2 separate regions of the Zea mays genome follow, and region 2 is linked to region 1. Evidence: chromatin contacts called from public Hi-C data. All regions are on one chromosome and are shown on one strand. The core of a region is the stretch at or near the end of the contact, and the rest is flanking DNA. Distances in the headings are between cores, read along the strand shown.

Region 1 (6,901 bases), core at 1,355-3,854:
ACAACGTTTCCAACACACCGGTAGCAATTTGAGTTTTTGGTGATGCCATTTGGCCTCACCAACGCCCCCTCAACCTTCCAAGCATTGATGAATGATGTCCTCAGGCTCTACATCCACAAGTCTGTCCTGGTGTTTTATGATGATATTGTAATTTATAGTAAAACATGGGCAGAGCACCTACAACATGTGAAACAGGTGTTTCAAGCACTTTAGGAGAACAAGGTGGCCCTGAAACAAAGAAGTGCTCCTTTGGCACGGTGTCAGTAACTTACCTTGGTCACATCATCTCCCAAGAAGGGGTGGCAATGGACCCGGCAAAGATTTCAGCAGTTGAGGACTAGCCACGCCCGTTCACTACGGGCACTTCGCGGTTTCCTCGGTCTCACTGGATATTACCGCAAGTTCATTGCGGGGTACAGCGGGGTGGCAGCCCCACTCACAGCCCTCTTAAAAAAGGAAGCTTTTCGTTGGACTGAGGAGGTAGAGGCTGCTTTTGGCCAGCTCAAGCAAGCCTTGATGATGGCACCCCTGCTCCAGATACCAGATTTCTCCTAGAAGTCAAGGCGAGAGCTCCAATTTACGGTTGGTGACTGGAAGAACAGAGGCATCTGGGAGCTTTTGGTGAGTTGGATGGGGCGTTCAGCAACAAATACATCATGGGAACAGCTGGAGGACTTCAAGTGCTGCTATCCACAAGTACAGCTCGCGGACAAGCTGTTTGTTGGGGAGGAGGGATATGTTATAGACTCTTTCCTTGGGAAAGTCTATAGGCGCAGGCCTAGAAGTGGCTAGGCTAGACCAACATAGGAAGTCGAGATCTCAGGGAGAGTCAGTTATGTGTTTCCTTAAGTGTAGGGGTGGTTTCCTAAATTAGTGGATCTATTTTCTTTGTCCCAGCCGCCTAACCTTAAAGGCTAGCTGGTAGTTTGTATTAGGGTTCATTGAGGAATAATCATCTCCCTGAGTTGGGCGAGACTTCCTCGGACCTCGGTCATCGTGGCTGCAGGATCTGCCAGCCGTTGTGATGACAGAGGTTCATCTGCCCCTTCCAGTGCTTATCCCCTACGTTCTAATCCCCATTCCCATCTGCTACTTCATTTCCCTTTACACACACCAAAGTGAAGACCACGTATCAACAGCATAACATGATGATAACTTTAGTAGTATCCAGAATTGGCAATATACAAGTACATTACATTCTATGTTCATATTCCTTTCAGCAACTGCACTAAACAGAGCTTAAAAGTGTGATATTCCAAACCCACCCACCCAAAAAAATTGCTATAAAATCTTTTCTTTTGGGGAGGGTCAGTTCAGCAAAAGTTTGAAAGAAACATGAACACCTTGACTACCGCGACAAGCAGTGGTGAGGGGTTGTAGCCCACGGCATAACATTAGATGAGACATAGTCAAAAGAAACTTGTAGCCTAAATTTTTTGCAGACAAACTCCCTCACAGAGGAACTCTAATTCAACTAAGTATTACGCAGAGAATGCTTTGGCTCAAATAAAAAACACAAAAACATGATTTGTGTACCTAACAAGAAGATAACACTTGATTATAAGAGCATTTACACTTGTGCCTTAAATCAGTGTTCTATCTTGAAATATAGGAAACTCGTAAAAAAAACAACTCCAATAGTGCCATATTCACATTCTTATCAAAAAATATAGGGCGTGATTCAAATATACTACACCCCGGTTTAGTGCTCTATCCTTATTTTCTACACCATCCTCAACTTTTTCTTTTATAATAATATAGTTTATTTTCTAAAATACATGATTTAGGACTTAAATGTTAGGGTTTAATTTATTTTTAGTGCCATAAACACTTTAAATGGCGTGGTGTTTTATTTTTTTGGCATTATCTTGAGACACCTTGTTGGAGAAGCTATAAGAGGGCAATTGGGGCAACCCAACGGGATCACCCCGAGCCCCTATTACAGCTATAGGCTCTTCTGAATTCCTCATAACCCACCCAAACAACTTCGACAATTTTGTCACTGTCAAATGCTATAATATTCCGGGTTCCATTTTTATTCGTTGAAAACTTATCGATTTGAAGTAGCAAGATTACGAATTCCATGCTACCAAAATGGATCGGGACAGATGCAGGATCGTCGAAATGGAGAAAGTGGGACAAAATTGGGTAACCTAAGCTGGACACAACAAGAGACCAACAGCGCGAACTCGAAGGTAAACCGTGCGCCCGCCATGCTAACTGAAATAGCACTACCGGCCGATCTGCGAGAGGGACGACGACCTCCGCGGGTAGGAGGGAGCAGGGAGCAGAATTAACCTTCTCGTCGCAAGGCCGGCAAAGCGCAGCCTCGTCGGCCGCACAGAAGAGCACCGCCGGTGCGCTCTCGCACACATCGCAGATCGTCCGCATCCCAACGCCGCGCCGCACCCGCCGCCAGTGTCATCGCTCCGCCGCCATCCGGGCGACAAAACCGCGGGTCCCCCGCCTCGCTCCGCTCCCCCGTGATCCTTCCCAGCGCTGCGGTATCGGTGGACGGCGGGGCGGCGGCGTAGAGAGATGTGGACCAGAGGCGGCAGCAGAACAGAGGTCACAGAAGCTTGGAGTCTTTGGACGAGGAGAGAAGATGTGGCAGCGACTAGCGAAGGACAGCGACGCGGCGGAGAGCATTTTTGATTGGGGCAATTGTGTTCCTGTCCCTGGATGAAAGTGCAACTGTGATTTTGCCCCTCAAAATTCGACTTTGTGATTTCGGGCCTCTTTTTTGAAAACGAAATACAAGTCTGCCCATGTTTCTGTTAGATGCAGTAACGGTGTGAATTAGGACATCAAAAGACAAATTTACCCTTCAGTCATAATTGTGATTTTGTCCCTCCTTTTGAATTGGACTGTTCTGTAATTGTGATTTTACCCCTGATTTTCACACAACAGCTTAGCAGTATTTCAAGAGCTTTTTGACAATATTTTGACTGTATTGCAACAGAATTTCGATAGTATTTTCAACAACAAAGATAGATATAGAATAACACAATGTCACATAACAAATCCAACAAAGTAGTACATATGGAGTTCAACAAAAGTCTCACAAAAGCATGACAAAGTACCATGAACCCATTACATTGTCATACAAAAGCAACATCTCATACAAAAGAAACAGCACCTCATGATGCTATCTTGATCATTAAATTCCAAACCATTGTGCAAGCCTCCCCCCTCTTCCTCTTCTTCCTACACTTCCCCTTCCACTTTCACTTGCACTTGCAGCACTTGTGCTTGGAGCACTTGTGCTTGGAGCACTTGTGCTTCCACTTCCAGGAGCGCATGCAAGAGCACTTTCAGAAGCACTTCATATAGGAGAATAAAAATTAGTTAACTGATATTTGTATGGTAATCATCTCTAAAATTAGTATAGCATAGCAGAAATGACTTACTTAGATGTTTGAGCCACATTTGGATCATTACTACCCACTGCTGATGCATTTACTGAAGATGAGAGTGTCGCCCTTCTCTCTTTTGCTGTAGGACCTCCTTGACATGTCTTTGCTAAATGACCTAGTTCATTACATTCAGTGCATCTCCTCCTCTTCTTTGTGCCAATCTCATCAGATGCTTTGATTCTACTCTTTCTTGGCCTCCCTGGTTTCCTCCTTAGTTTAGGCTTGCAGATTTTATAGCCTAAATCAACACGAGCCCACTGATGCTTGGATGTAATTGCAAGGAAGACACCCGCATATGTCTTTCTCAACCGATCAACAAAGAAGTATTCATGAACAAATTCTTCCATCTGAACATCTCTACTAAGCTTCGCAATAACACTCAAAGCATGGTTACACGGCTTCCCAGTTACTTGCCAAACCCTACAACTGCAAGTCTTTTGATCCATGTTGACTGAATGCCTTATTGTGGACACAGTAACTTCAGCAGTAAAACCTCCACATATTAAGACTTCATGATCCTTTATAGCCTTGCTTTTAGCATTTAAATCCTGAATGATAGATGGGATTATTGTGCCCTGCATGTTTCTAGCTATCTTTTCTCTTTCAACAAACTTATTGATGATCATCTGCCTTATCTGATCAAGCATGTCCACAATATGTTTGTCCTTGGTTTTTACCACCCAACTATTAAAACATTCAGAGAGGTTGTTATTGATGTAATCTACCTTAGATAGTTCACTGAACTTACTTCTTGTCCACACAAATGGATGATTATCATCCAACCATGCAATGGCATCTGGAGCCTTCTCTTCTATCTTCCTCATATGGTAATTGTACTTCTCAACGGTCCAACTTTTTGCAGCTGCCCACATATTTTGAGAGAAAAGTGCCCCTTTGTACTGCTTCTTCTTCATATTCTTCCATAAATGCCTCATACACTCTCTATGCTCCACACCAGAATACACAATATGGACAGCCTCCTCAAGTCCTTTGCATGCATCCGTACTGATAACCAGACCTATATCTCACAATAGTACTATGTTAGCATTTGAATTTCAGAAAGCAAGTTAAAATAGAAGTATTGTTGGATGCCATACCTGTCGGATAACCAATAGCTTTCTTCAAGTTCTGAATGAACCAAATCCAACTTTCCTTAGACTCTGTCTCTATTACTCCATAAGCCACTGGAAACAGTCGGTTATTTCCATCAACTGCAACAGCTGACGCCAATTGACCTCTTGACCTTCCTGTTAAGTGAGTACTATCCATGGCAATATAGGGTCTACAACCTTCAACAAAACCATCAATGCATGGCTTAAGAGCTATAAAGAACCTCCTGAAACAGACATCACCTTGACATGTTTCAGTGTCTAGCTCAACAACACTATTAGGGATAGATCTCAATAGCTCAGCTTGATAGGTAGGCAGCAAATCATAGCTATCATCCCACTTTCCGTTTATCATGTCAAGCGCCCTCTCCCTGCCTCTAAAGACTCTATCGTATGGAACTACTATCTTGTACTTCTTCTTCAATTCGTCCTGCAGGAACTTTGGTCCAGTTGTTGGATCATCCCTCAACAAATTGACCACTCTATCAGCAACCCATCTATTTGTAGCCATATTATCTGCACAATTGTTGTACGAACCACATGTGTGCTTTGGTCCATTTGTCTTAACCTGCAGACATAGAATCAAAACATTAGTATTCCCAATAGCTGAAACCTGCAGAAAACATCTACTATGTAAGTATCTAGATTACCTTGCAACCGACATATTTTTTGGTACTAGTAGAAGCATGAAAGCGCCATTTGCATCCCTTGTCCGCCCTCTTGCATTTGGCTGTAAATCTTATAGCATCTCTCTTCACAGTCTGAAAACCATGGTCATTCAAGATGGCATGGTGTAATACTGCTGACTTGCACTGCTTAGTATTTGGGAATACCACACCAACATCTATACATGGGTCATCAACATCATAAACAAAATTAGGGACATCATCGTCATCATCCTCATCCACTATTTCAGTGTCAGGATCAAATTCAGGATCAGAATCAAAGTCAGAGTCCGATGATGCAGCCATTTCACTGTCATAGCTGCTATCACTGAACGCTCTAAGTGAATCGGTATCAGAATATGCACCCTCGTCATCATGATGTGAACCCTTAATTTTAGATTTTTTGCTCTTATTAACAGCTTTAGCCATTTTGGTGCTCTCATTTGTGGCTTGGTGCGAATCAGCAGGATGGTCTACACATTTCTCATTTGTGGCTTGGTGCGGATCAGCAGGATGGTCTACACATTTCTCATTTGTCAATCTCTTCCTCACTCTAGGATGACACCGACGTTTGGTAGGTGAAATTTGCAAAGGCCCATCAAAATCTTTGATTTCAGCATCAATATACATAATCCCATTCTCAAGATTAAGATCAAACCATTGTAGAAGATGTTCATCAGTTTTTATCTCTACAGCAATATCATCAAAGGTTGAACGCCATAAGCTTATGTACTGCTTCGAGCCCCATATGAAATTGTCACCTATGTAATCTACCAGAGTGAGCAGACCACATTTTTGTCTTTCTAAACGAAATGGTGACAAAGTTTTAGCTTGACAATAGCGCTTTGGTTCCCCATCCGGTAAAGCAGCATAAGAACCAACTCTAACAACAACTTGCAAATCACTGGACCTACAAAGAACAATTTCTTGAAACCTATCACAACCTAATTCGCCATTACCAGTAAACTAACAAATGTAACATCAATTAGTCTAACCTCAAGTCATTTTGGGAGTCCATACTGCAAGTAGAAGCTGTTGGCGTCGCCTCTCCTGCAGAGCAGATCGCGTCGCTTCTCCAGCCCAAGCCGTGCGTCGGACCGGCGTCTCCAGGCACCGACGAGCGTGCGCTCGACCAACCAATGCGAGAGGAATCCGACGATGAGCGTGGAGATCCTGGACGGGAGCACGGTGCTTCGTGGAGGACGAGCGCGCCTTCAACTCCTCGGTGGACGGCCGCTTCGCCGCGCTGGACGCCGACCACGACGGCCTGCTCACCTACGCAACCAGGTGCTGCCGAGCCGCCTCTCCAAGCGCCGCCGAGCAGAGCGCCCTCGTCCAAGCGCCGCCGAGCAGAGCGCCCGCGTCCAGGCGTCCAGCGCCACCGAGCGCGTCCGCCCGACCGGCGCCGCCGAGCCAGCTATCGCCGAGGGCGTGCTCCCTCTCCGTGCCGCGCCGTCGGTGGACCAGCCGCTTCAAGATTTGCTGCCTAGGGTTCTTGGGAAGTTGGGATAGAGTACAGACGAGAGCTTCGGGACGGACTCGAGCGGATTAGTGTGCTGTTATAGATAGAGGGTAGTATGGTCATTTCATATTTTCATTTATTTTTTAAAATGGCTTTAATCCAATTTGCAGTAACGGTAACAGAAACGGGGGCAAACGTGTTTTCCGTTTTCAAAAAAGAGGCCCGAAATCACAAAGTCGAATTTTGAGG
Region 2 (6,901 bases), core at 1,445-3,944, 280 kb before region 1:
GTAAATATATATATGTAGTGATAATTTTATAATTAGAAAAATATAATCGTTATCGGGCCAAGATGACATGGACCAATTTTATATCATGTTGGACCGGGCCACAACACTATTAAATTGATTGTGGACCACGTCACTATTAAATGTGATATGCCTTCTAGACCGGGGACGTGACACTATTAGATCGTGTTTACCGGCCCGGATCACGACACTATTAATGGGACGTGCCTATTGGGCCGAGCAACAACACTATTAAATGAGTTGTGCCTCAGGCGGGGCCACAAGGCGAAGCCTATTTGACCATCTATAGTTTAGTACCTTCTCTCACACTCCTTGATCTCACGAGCATGAAAAAAAAACAAGATAAAAACTTTATCTTGTCTCGCCTTACACCACATACCTCGTTGTCCAGAGTCTTTAGGGTAAAATACTTGGTGCACCATGAGGTGCAGTCGAATCTATGTGATCCGACCCTAGGGAAGCGCCACCGCATGTTCAAATTCGCATGAGGCGCATCGCCTTATCCACCACGCCGATAGAATCGACACCGCTGCCCATCTAACTTTGCAATGGTTTGGCTCGATCTATAATCTATGGGTTTAGATTGTTTTTAAATAAATATCCCATTAATTAAGATCTACCTATATGATATTAAAGACAAACTAACTACTTATTAACTAGAAAGCTGTAACACTAACATTACAATCATATTGGATGAGTGGCAGTATGAACAGTTCTCGTGCCTAATATGGCTAAATCGTTCGGTACTCTATTACATGAACAATCTTCCACTGTGATAGCTGCTAGCCTGCTACCTTACATTCATCTCTTTATTCTGGCCCAAGACTATAAATGTGAAAAACCAAACTATCCAACTTAATCCAGGGAGAATGAACTCAAGTACTGCGGTCAACAAGAGACCGATTTCTTTCTGCAATTGAGTGTTCTTGTGCGTTTTTTTTTGGGTAAGGTAATCTGTGTTCTTGAATTTTGTTTGATCCACAACTTCTCAATAGATAAACCTCGGTACTCAGGGAGGCAGATCAAATTCCTTGTGCTACTGCAGTAATGTCTGAACGAGCGTCCTGCGCTTGGGGACTAGGACGAGCGGAATCCGCCGCGGCGTCGTCAGCCCCGGCGCCTCGCCCATGTCGAGGTCCTCCAGGCGCATGCCGGCGGGGAGCTCCCATTCGAAGTGGTGCAGGAGGCTGACGAGCGCGAGCTCCAAGACTGGCAGCGCGAAGTTGATGCCGGGGCAGATCCTCCGGCCGGCGCCGAACGGGATGAACTGGTAGTCGGTCCCTCTGAAGTCCACCGAGGGACTGCCGCCCACGAACCGCTCTGGGCGGAACTCGTCCGGTGCGTCCCACACAGCAGGGTCCCGCCCGATGGCCCACACGTTGACGAAGAGCGCCGTCTTGGCCGGAATCTCGTAGCCCTGCACAACCGCGGGCGTTGTTGATTCGTGCGGGACGAGGAGCGGCGCTGGTGGGTGGAGCCGAAGCACCTCTTTGAACACTGCCCTCAGGTACTCCATTTTGTTCAGGTCCGGTTCAGCGATGGTCGTCTGATCGGCGCTGACGACTCGCGCTATCTCGCCTTGGAGCTTGCTCATCACCCGCGGGTTGGCAATGAGTTCGGCCATGGTCCATTCCAGCGTTTGGGATGATGTTTCAGTTGCAGCAGCTATCATGTCCTGCAGACTCAAGAATCGAGTACGGATGAGATGAACAATATTGGATTATCGGCAGTAAACATTTCTTGATGAGATACTGGAAGAGCGTTTCTGCGAAGATAACCTCGATGGTAGCTTTGATGCGATCGTCTGTGAGCTCGAGCCCATCTGCGCCTTCTTCCCGCAGCCGGAGCAAGACATCCAAGAAGTCCTCAGCCTCCTCCCCTGCGTCGCCACACCCCTTTTCCTTGTGTGCGGCCACTATATCGGACAGGAACTTGTCCCACGCCTCGGCCATGTCTTCGATCTTCTTATCGAGGCCCGTCGCCCATCTCACAAACCTCGCCGGTGCGTCCGGCAGCACGTCTTCGGGTTGGAAGCCCGCCATCAGCGCTGCGGAGTTCCCCATCAGCTGTTTCAGCTTCTCTGCTGTTGCCCCAGCGGCACCGGTGGCCGCGCGGGTGACCACCGCGTTGGTGTAGCCGTACAGGAGCTCCCTCATCTCCACGGCCTCCCCAGCCTCCGCGGTGCGGCGTGTCCGTGCGACGAGCGCGGCTACCTCGGCAACCCGTACGGGCGCGAAAGATTCCACGCGCCGCGGAGAGAGGAGGTGGACCACCGCGATCTTCTTGCCCCGGCGCCAGTTCTCGCCGTAAGGCGCGAACGACACGTTGCTGCACCCATACATCAGCTTATCCCCTCCCACGCTGCGTGGGCGGGAGGCGAAGGCGAGGTCGTGGTTCTTGAACAGATCCGCGGCCACGGCCGCAGTGGACACGACCAAGGTCGGCCTACGCCCGAGTTGCAGGAAGAGGAGACCGCCGCCGCCGCCATAGCGAAGCTGCAGCTCTAGCAAGGATCGGTGCGCGAGGCGGCCGATGAGGTGAAGGTGGCCGATCAGTGGTAGCGACGGCGGAGACGGCGGGAGCTTGCTGCTCCTGCGGTTGTTGATAACGTAGAGGAAGACAATAAGCGCGCCGGCGGCGAGCAGGTAAAGAGGCATTGTTTGTTTTCTGCTCTCGTGAGTGGTGACCAGTCTATTGCTGCGGGGAAAAGACTGGATTTTGTTCGGCTTTGGGCTAGAGATGAAAAACGGTCAGTAAATAAAAAAACTATTTATGTTTATATATTTTTATTGAAAATAAAACAAAAACAGTAACTCTAGAGACAAAAAATGGTATCAGTATTTTGAAAATATCGAAAAGGGAGGTTTGGTACGGAAAATATAACTATAACAATCGAAATCTAAAATTCAATCGATATTTATCAACATAAAGTTATCTCAATATAACAAAGTTGACAAAGATCATAAGTTCAGTATTCACAATATAACAAATTCATAATTCATACTATTTTTTCAAGTTCACAATATTACAAATTAATGAATATCATAAGTTCATAGACTTGAAGTTCAAAAGTTAGCAAGTTCATAATATAACAAGCTCCCAATTCACCATAGTAGGATCAATGCGAGTACGAAATGGATAAAGTACGATTATATTTTTAAAATTTATAGGTTATATATCTTTACAATATAAAATCTATTGTACAACACAAGTGCACCTACGTCTTTTACCCAAGCAGAGTAGCAGACCATGGCTCGAATCCCTTCCACCTCTTATTTTAACGATTTTTACAAACACGGCAGGCGATCCACCCTATTGGGCTTCATGGGCCTATTTTGTTTTCGGTAAATTCAAAGAATTTTTTATGGTAAATTTTGATGATGAAAAGAGCGCCACATGTTCTCTAACTTGAACTCAATTTTATTAAGCTTGTTGTGGAAGCTCTTCATGACGAGAGAGGATGAGGATCCTAAGTCCCTGGTGGTAATTGAGGCAAGTGCCAATGTCAGTCTTGGAGGTGAAAACCCGTAAAGTGTTCTTCTCTCATATGAAGCCCTAGACTCCTCTCGTATGTAGTTAGGATTTTGTCTCTTTTGGTTGTTGCGCCATCATCGTAGTCTCTCCATCTATTGCATCTGGAGAGGAGGGAGACGATTGCTCCTAACTTCCACAATGGTCGTCTTCCATCAAAGTCAAGCAGTGCTATGTCTCGGCGCATTCATCATCATCTACTTTGAGCTCTTCCTCAGTCACTTATTAATGACTTTGTACCATTAGCAGCAACAACATCTTCACCACCAAGGTATATAATATAGTCACGAAAGCTTAAAGGACAGTACAGATCTAAGCTCTCATTTAACGTTGTCAATATTTTTTATTAAGATATCAAGAAGCATGAAAGTTTTCCCTATCCTCCTTGGAACGCATCACAAGGATGCCTATGCAAGAGCCTAACTCTCATTCGGTGAACTCTATGGATGGTCTCAAGCTTTTCCCATGTGCAAGTTGGTCTCTAGAACAGCCTTTTCCAAACCACTCCCTAGCGTATTCACAATCAAGTTTTGGCCGAAACTGCATGAGACTAGTTCCCTCTAGTACAATATAGCAGCCACACCACAAATGCAATTGGCATGATATCACAAGAGTACAAGCCACTCCGAGCACAACCATAGTGCGTGCAAGCACCAAGTGGCAAGTGGTTTACAAACAACAATAAAAATTGCGCCTAAACCTAGAGCGAGCAGTATAAGCGGTGGTTTAACTAACTTAAGCACTTTACAAAGCATTCACACTAATTTTCTTGAGCACTTGGGTGTCCAAAGCTACTATAAATGAGCCTCAACTCACTATATATGTTCCTCGTCTCCCACACCACTCAAATAGCCTGTTGGGTTCCTATTTATAGCCCCCATGGAGATATATATGATGTGTTTGGTTCTACTTTATAAAAAATATTTGCTACTAAAATTCTTAAATCTCAACTAAATAGGTACAACAACAGAATATGTTCCTAAAAATCTACATATTCCTCTAGTTGAATTCAGCATCACCTCCTACCCTAGATTTTTTAGATTCCTATCAACCATGTTACTAAACTATCATGCTCTTATAGGATCCATATTTGATAGTTGTTTCAACCAAGCATATTTTAGCTTTCGCGCAACCATCAACTCGCAACAACTTTCTCACAGCTCACAACTATAATCATATTTTTTAGGAATATACAGTTGAACCAAATAGACCCATAGTCGTTACACCCTCAACAACCTTCTCTATGCACCATTTGATTGTCTAACATTTGGTCATTAGCCAATGCATCAGAGTCTGATGACTCTTAACAACTAATGTGTTAGCACTAGTCATTGCTAATCGATGGGTCATTCATTTATAGTGCATAGTCTAATTGTAATACCCAATTTGTAAATATTGAGAAAAGAGTTGATCTCCTTATACATTTTGTCTCTATTTATTATAACATGTGAATAGCTATATTTAAGAGTGAATAATTAGACAAATGACACCTAAATAATTTATGCATCATGCTGGAGTTTATGTGTTTGTGCATCTATAGATAATAATAATAATAGTAATAAAAATACAATAATGTCTAAACAAGGATTTAAGACCTAATGTGCAAATTAGAAATTGGAAATAACATAGAAAAGGAAACCTTATGAAATGTAAAGAAAATAAATACATAAATAAATGAAACCTTTTCAAACTTGTATCTTTAATTTATACACTTGACTTGAGTACAAAATTCACAACAATATTTGAGTTCAAATTGATGTTCAAATTTCAAAGAAAGGAAATCAGAAAAAGAAAAAGAAAAGGAAAAAGGAAAAATATAAAATAGCGCATTGGACCAATCTTGTCGTGGTCGGCCCACTCTCCTCTCAGCGTGGCCCATGTGCTCATGGTGGCGTCGACATACTGGGCCCACTGGTCGGTCTCTCTACGGCCGCTATGCTGGTGCCGCGTTCGTGGACCTGGTGACACACTGGCAACTGGGCCTGCGCGTCAGCCACTCATGTGCACGCTCCCAGTGAAAGGGAAATGTACCATTAGGGCAATTTCTATTATGTTTTGGTGATTAAGTGCCCAACACATTTAATTGAGTTCCTATGTGCTAAATGAAGAGAGAAGTGCAAATCAAAGAGAAGGTATATTTCTAGACTTAGTACAGTTGTTTTTGAATACTAATGAAGTTATCTAAGTGTTAGAAATAGAGAAAAGAAGAAAAGAAAAGGATTGCAAAAGACTGGATGTGTACAGCCAAAGATCAGCTCGGCCTGGCACACCGGACAATGTCCGGTGTGTCCGGTGCACCAGGCTAATCCGCGTGAATAGGCTGCTCTCGGGACTCGACGACGGCGTATGACTATAATTCACTGGACTGTCCGGTGGTGCACCGGACTGTCCGGTGAGTCGTCCGCGGCGAACTCGTCGCTCTCAGGAAGAGGATCAGCGGTGTACGGCTAAAATTCACCGAACTGTCTAGTGGCGCACCGGACTGTCCAATGAGCCAACGGTCGTCTGTGCCAACGGTCGGCCGCGCAATCTTCGCGCAACGCGTGGCAGCTCCAACGGTCGGCAGGGGGCACTGGACAGTCCGGTGCGCCAACTGACCCGGAGCTGCAATGGTCGTCTGTGCCAGAAAAGGAAGGAGACCAGCACCGGACCGTCTACAGTGACTGTCCGGTGGCGCACTGGACTGTCCGGTGCGCCACTAGACAGAAGGTAAGGATAGCCTTCCTTGTTGATCTCCAACGGCTCCTAGCTGTCATGGGGCTATAAAAGGGACCCTTAGGCGCATGGAGGAGCTACACAAGCATTCACTAAGCATCCTAAGGCATCCAGATTTCGTTCCCGCGCATTCGTTTCATTGTGTTTGAGATTTGAGCTCTATTCGAGTCAAGGACTCCTTGTGTTGTCATTTGAGCTCAAGTCTTCTCGTGTGCGTGGGTGTGCTGCGATTTGCGTCTTGTGTGTGTTGCTCATTCCAACCTTACTCCATGCTTTCTTTGTGATCATCATTGTAAGGGCGAGAGGCTCCAACTTGTGGAGATTCCTCGCAAACGGGAAAATGATATAAGGAAGAAAAGCCGTGGTATTCACGTTGATCATTGGATCACTTGAAAGGGGTTGAGTGCAACCCTCGTCCATTGGGACGCCACAACGTGGAAGTAGACAAGTGTTACTTGGCCGAACCACGGGATAAAATCGTGTGTCTCTTGTGATTGCTCTCTCCTTGATTGTTTGTGTTCTCAAGAGCTCGTTTCAAGCTACTTAGCCGTTCTAACTTTCATAACTAAGTTTTGTGGCTCTTAGTGTTGAATTTTATAGGATTACCTATTCACCCCCCTCTAGGTGCTCTCAATTG

Evidence for each region. A called contact is a pair of places that touch in the nucleus more often than the background predicts.
Region 2: a contact with region 1 is called in a Hi-C map of leaf, with 4 times the contacts expected there. The contact joins the promoter of LOC100382204 here to the promoter of LOC100193329 in region 1. A contact is called at or near these places in 4 of 25 Hi-C or Micro-C datasets (bundle sheath, endosperm, leaf and 1 more).

What each region holds. Positions count from the first base shown.
Region 1 is chr2:201,567,729-201,574,629 of Zm-B73-REFERENCE-NAM-5.0, reverse strand. It overlaps LOC100193329, which reads right to left and starts at 2,604. Exons shown (of 5, transcript NM_001358710.1): 1 at 2,299-2,604. The coding sequence starts at 2,391.
Region 2 is chr2:201,845,830-201,852,730 of Zm-B73-REFERENCE-NAM-5.0, reverse strand. It overlaps LOC100382204 (putative cytochrome P450 superfamily protein), which reads right to left and starts at 2,694. Exons shown (of 2, transcript NM_001174963.1): 1 at 1,797-2,694; 2 at 711-1,693. The coding sequence starts at 2,675. The coding sequence ends at 1,055.